2 separate regions of the Xenopus tropicalis genome follow, and region 2 is linked to region 1. A link is a contact called in public Hi-C data. All regions are on one chromosome and are shown on one strand. Each heading gives the region's core, a stretch centred on a gene start, on an enhancer-like site or on the middle of the called end of the contact. The rest is flanking DNA. Distances are from core to core; before and after follow the strand shown. Region 1 has its middle 4.7 kb from the start of ddx23. Region 2 holds the start of fkbp11 (peptidyl-prolyl cis-trans isomerase FKBP11).

The links. Hi-C and Micro-C count contacts between places; a contact is called where the count stands out from the background.
Region 2: a Hi-C map of gastrula embryo shows a contact between it and region 1, with 1.8 times the contacts expected there. The contact joins the promoter of fkbp11 here to the enhancer-like site in region 1. A contact is called at or near these places in 2 of 5 Hi-C or Micro-C datasets (gastrula embryo and neurula embryo).

Annotation. Positions count from the first base shown.
Region 1 is chr2:136,007,168-136,009,961 of UCB_Xtro_10.0, reverse strand. No RefSeq gene overlaps it. Among named protein-coding and RNA genes, the nearest start is that of ddx23, 4.7 kb to the right of the region's middle. Within about 2 kb of position 1,346, at least 4 of the 11 cell types and tissues checked have an H3K27ac peak or open chromatin away from gene starts, as enhancers often do. A contact at or near this core is called in gastrula embryo and neurula embryo, where this site is marked.
Region 2 is chr2:136,121,417-136,124,210 of UCB_Xtro_10.0, reverse strand. fkbp11 (peptidyl-prolyl cis-trans isomerase FKBP11) reads left to right here and starts at 1,454. Exons shown (of 6, transcript XM_004921446.4): 1 at 1,454-1,613. The coding sequence starts at 1,506.

The sequences.
Region 1 (2,794 bases), core at 97-2,596:
GATGAAGCAGTCATTCTCAGCAAGCGCAGGCTCCTTCCTCCAAACACTTTCCATTTTTTAAGCCAATTTCCTGGCCTACAACATAAAGTCAATAGTTGCTCTTCCAACCTCAGCACATAACCATTACAGCTTTTAGGTAAAAGCCTGCCATCAGAAGTACACCTGTAAGAGCCTGTTTATGCTGGGATTCAAAAACCATTATGAGGGCAATGACACATGGAGCTCTTACTTAAATTGTACACATTACTATGGGGCACATTTACTAATCCAAGAATCCGAATGGGAAAAATTCGGATTGGAAACGAACATTTTGCAATTTTTTCGTAGCCATTACGACTTGCTCGTAAATTGTTGCGATTTTTTCGTAGCTGTTACGACTTGCTCGTAAATTGTCGCAACTTTTTTGTAGCCATTACGACTTGCTCGTAAATTGTCGCAACTTTTTCGTAGCCATTACGACTTGCTCGTAAATTGTCGCGACTTTTTCGTATTGAGCGCTCGTAAACGGCGGGCAAACCTTTGCGACTTTGCATGATTTTGGAAGCCTCCCATAGGACTCAATGGCACTCTGCAGCTCCAACATGGCCCAAGGAAAGTCACGATACTGAAGCTTGAATGAATCCAAAACTTTCGTACTCGGCGCGGCGGCTACGAAAAAGTCGCAACAATTTACGAGCAAATCGTAATGGCTATGAAAAAGTCGCATCAATTTACGAGCAAGTCGTAATGGCTACGAAAAAGTCGCGACAATTTACGAGCAAGTCGTAATGGCTACGAAAAAGTCTCGACAATTTACGAAAAAAATCGCAAAATACAGATCATTACGAAAAAAACGCATTCGGACGCTTTTCGGACGTTCGTGGATTAGTAAATGTGCCCCTAAGGCTACAATTAAAGTTAATTTGAACATAATTTATCAGTTATTAAGAACCATTGTGAGATCTTCAATAAGGGGCATATTTATTAACACTGGAGACAAACATCACTGGTGATGTTGCCCATAGCAACCAATCAGCAATTAGATTTAAACAGTTACCTACAAGTTAGAAAACAAATGCAAAGGTCTGATTGGTTGCTATGGGCAACATTACTAGTGATGTTTGTCTCCAGTGTTAATAAATACACCTCTGTATGTATCAAAGATTCCAGTTTTGGAAGTTCCAAGAACATGTTTCATTACCAGGAACCATAGAATCCAGAAGAGAACAGCTATTTGCTTGAGAGTTTTCTCACACTTCATTGAATCTCTCCTGCTGAGCATGCATTCTCTAACAATGAGTGATTTATCCAACTATTAGGGCTAAAGAATGGAGAGCAGACACATTAGGGGGTCTGTAGTGTGCTAATGCCCTTCTTGTTTCCCAGCTGAATCTGCTTCTGTCTCCGCAAATAGTCTTTATTAGCATTTCCAACTTCAAAAGCCAAAGTGATCTAGCAACATCTGAATGACTAGGAATTCAGTTAGCACTGCACAAATACAGTCAGTGATTAGTTTGTTTCTAATTGTGGGCGCAACCTGGGACTGGTATCGCTGCCAGAATAGCATTCTCTGCGCCAGAATCTGAACAGAAGGTCAAATATGGGACTTGATAATATCCAAATCCATTGCTGGGAGTCAATGAATAATCAAAAGAGAGCCAGCAGAGCTTGACCATATGGCTGCAAGCATTTCCCAAGAAACACAAATCTGCCACAACTGGGCACATAGCAGCCTATTACACTCACCCCACCCAAAGTTTCATCTGTACTTTACATTATAAAATCTTGTGAACAGGGCTCTCTAATCCTAGTTTTATTCTGTAACCCTTGTTTGTTACACTGTAAATTATTATATGAACACTCTTTGTTAATACAGCACAACTTGCTGATCCTATCTATAAATGGTGATGACAACTTATATTGCAAAAGTGCCCAGTGGTTTTTGTATATAGCACACGAGCGCTTACTTCGGATAGGATTTCTGTACATTGGGATGTATGTGTATAATGCTACTTGTGTATGAAGCATTAATATACATTAATAGTACAGAGAGGTGAAGCAGACTACAATATATATAAAAATATATATTCTTTTTGATTGCAGAGATGCCTAAGAAAAATCTTTTTGAGTTGTGTGATATTTCCATTGGGTTCTATTCAATGCATTTACTAAACAACTTCAGTTATAGGGGTGGTTAACCTTTTAGATAACTTTTATTCTAAGCAGCTTTTCAACTGGTCTTCATTTTTTCTTTTTTATACTTTTTTAATTATTTGCCTTCCTTTGCCTCTTTCCAGCTTTCAAATTGGGGTTACTAACCCCAGTATTGCTCTGTGAGGCTACAATTTTATTGTTACTGTTACTTTTCATTACTTACTTTCTATTCTACTTTTAATATTCCCGTCTTTCATTCAAATCAAAGCCTGGTTGCTACGGTAATTTGGACCCCAGAAACCAGATAGCTGCTGAAATTCCAAACTGGAGACTGGATACATAAAAAGTTAAATAATTCAAAAACCCAGGGTCGAACTGGGCCGGCGGTCCACTGGGAAAAAAAATGGTGGGCCCTGTACCCTCCAGTCCAACACTGCAAAAACCACATATATCATAAAAAGAAGACCAATTGCAACCTGTCTCAGAATAGCATTCTCTACATCATATTAAAAGTTAAGGTATGGGTGAATAACCCCTTTAAGTCCTCTTATTAAAATTCTTTCATAAAAGAGAACTGGATAGAATTGATATTAGCACAATTGAGATGGTTTGAGATTCAAACACTTTAGAAAAAAACACAACAAAATGGACAAATCACTGA
Region 2 (2,794 bases), core at 205-2,704, 110 kb before region 1:
TCCCTAAAATAATGTGGGGCCCAGTAGCTTCTAGCCAGGTGTCGATTGGGTAGGTTTGATCTTCCTGTCAGATCAGGGACTGCATTGTTTTATTGATGCAGTCCTCAGTCCAAGAGAGCCTATATCTTTTGTTATTTGATTGTTTTTCCATAGGGCCAAATGATTGAATTAGCCCAACATCGCACACATTAGGTGGGCATATCGGAAATATATCCAATTGTTTGGCGACCTTACCAAACATGTATGGCTTAACATGATCTTCTACAGGGCCATTCCTGACATGAGGCAAAGTGAGAACCTTGCCTAAAGGTCCCCATACATGGGCCGATAGAAGCTGCCAATATCGGTCCCTTGGACCGACTCGGCAGCTTATCGGCCCGTGTAGGGGCAGAAACAATCGGACTGGCCGACCGATATCTGGCCTGAAATTGGCCAGATATCGGTCGGCCAGGTTAGAAAATCCCGTCGGATCGGGGACCGCATCGGCTCGTTGATGCGGTCCCCGAACCGACTGCCCCATTGCCGCTTGCAGAATTTGATCGAATTCACCGACATGCCTCCCTGATATGGCCACCCATAGGTGGGGATATCGGATGAAGATCCGCTCGCTTGGCGACATCTCCAAGTGAGCGGATCTGCCTGTGTATGGCCACCTTTAGGCAGCAGGGAGCAGCCAGTTACCGGAGGCGGCAAAAATGAAAATTCAGCTCTGGTAGTGCAGAGAGTGCAATAGCCCTTGTGGCACAGCTGGGCCAGAACCAATCCTTGCTGGGTGTTCCAGGGCCTGCAGGTCCTCCTCACCCAACACACCTGAGTCTGGGCACTTGAGGGTTGAGAGGACAGTAGGGGCTCAGGGGGGTGTAGGGACCATGGTGGGGGTCCCTTGGTGGAGTGTGGGGCCCCTGCAGCCCCAAAGGGCCCTGCACCCCCCAGTCCGACCCTGTCGATATTGGATATTTCATTGTAAGACAATTAAGATCTGAAGTGCACTGCCAGTTTAGGGACATGGCTGTAAATGTTCAGTCTAGTTAGTAGGCAGAGCCCATACCCAGGGATACAAGGAAGTAATAATCGCGACACCTGATGTCTCCGCTAAGTAGTATGGGCTTGTTATTCTGATTGCTGCTATGGGCGATAAGGACAGGTAGAGAAAGCAGACTACAGCGAGCGGCTCCACATAATCCGCATGCCAAGCCTGGATCCCTGCCCATTATAGATGCGGTTATGTGTCTGCGCCATCATTCCTATGTAACAGCGCACTGCGACTCCGCACTGTTACATCCGAACGCACTGAGCGCCTTGTGTGGCACCGAGCTCTCGCTAACACGGCCCAGGTAGTAAAGTGCAGCTATGGGGGGCGGGGCATTCGAGTGGAAGGGCGGAGCATTCGGGTGGGCGGGCTAGCGTGGGCGGTGCTGGGAATGCCGGCTCCCTCCCTCCGCGTCTCATTGCCACGCTCCCTATGTGCTGGCTCTCTCTCTCTCTTGTGTTGGGCAGCTGTCACCATGTTCTGGGGGTTTGTGCTCCTCCTGCTCCTCACGCCTCCAACACTCAGGGCAGAAACCCCGGAGGAAGAGAGTGAGAATGTCACTGAGCTTGTGGTTGAGACCGTGGTGAGTACAGCCTATGGGTGGCACTGGCTTCTGCGGACCTGCCTTCCCCAGGTGCAATAACATCTCCATTCCGAGAGCTGATGCGCCAGCACGTCAGTCCCATGTCAACCCGCTCCGGCAGCTGTGTGCCCCTGACATACCGCCCTACTCCATCCCATTCATGGCACATCACCTTCGCCCTGTACAGACCCTACTGTACCCCCTTACTGTACCCCCTCACTGCTCTGCTGCCCAGCATGGTTCTGCCGGTGTAGCTTGCGATGTGCCAGTCACATGTCCGCTATGCGCTGCAGGTAGAAAAGTTTCCAGCTGGGACAGTGGCTGCGCCTGCCATTGGGCGCCCCCCATGCAACTTCTCCTCCCCTCCTTCTCAATGACTTTTTCCTTTACTGCTCTTTGCACTCGCCCTGACGGATCAATTGATGCCATTAAATAAATGCCCCCGCAGCCCTGCTGTGAATTCCTCCCTCTCTCAGATCTCTCCCAGCTCCCATTGATTCCTCCTCCCTGTCCCAATTGCATTGCTTATCTGTAGCGGGTCTATGTGCTGCTGCAGTCACTGAGCTCACTGTATATACTCTCTACGTGTCCCCCAGAGGATGGTGCCCCCTCCCAATTCTCTATGTACACATGGCTCCATCCCATTCCTCTCTGTGGTTAGTGCCTCCATTCCCTTCTCTCTGTGATCCTCAGCTTCTTCCCATAGGAACATTGCCCCAGCACTTTCCCTTACACCCCCATTCCTCTTTGTGATCCTTGTGTTTCCATTCTCCCTTTGAAAATAGGTGCTGCCAGTTCCCATCACAAGCACTTACATTCCATATGCATTTCCCTTTCATCAGCTCCCATCTCCCCTGCACATATTCGCCTCTCATTATCCCCAGTGCCTATCACTTCATTTCTGATTCTTCCTTTCATCTGCTGCTATTCCGCCGCTTGCTTTTTTCTCCCAGTTACACTCAGAACCCCCACCCATTCGTTCTTACCTCTCTTTCCTACCCCCCAAACGGGCTTATTCGCATTCCTTCCCACTCCCCCAGCACCAGCCTGTCTCCATGCACCCCATTTCATGGAACCCCACAACCGTAACATCATTATTCCTGCCTGCACCCCCAGCTGTTGCACTTCTACTGTTGTTTTTCTGTTCGCATTACCCATATGGCACATCTGTATCCCAGTAA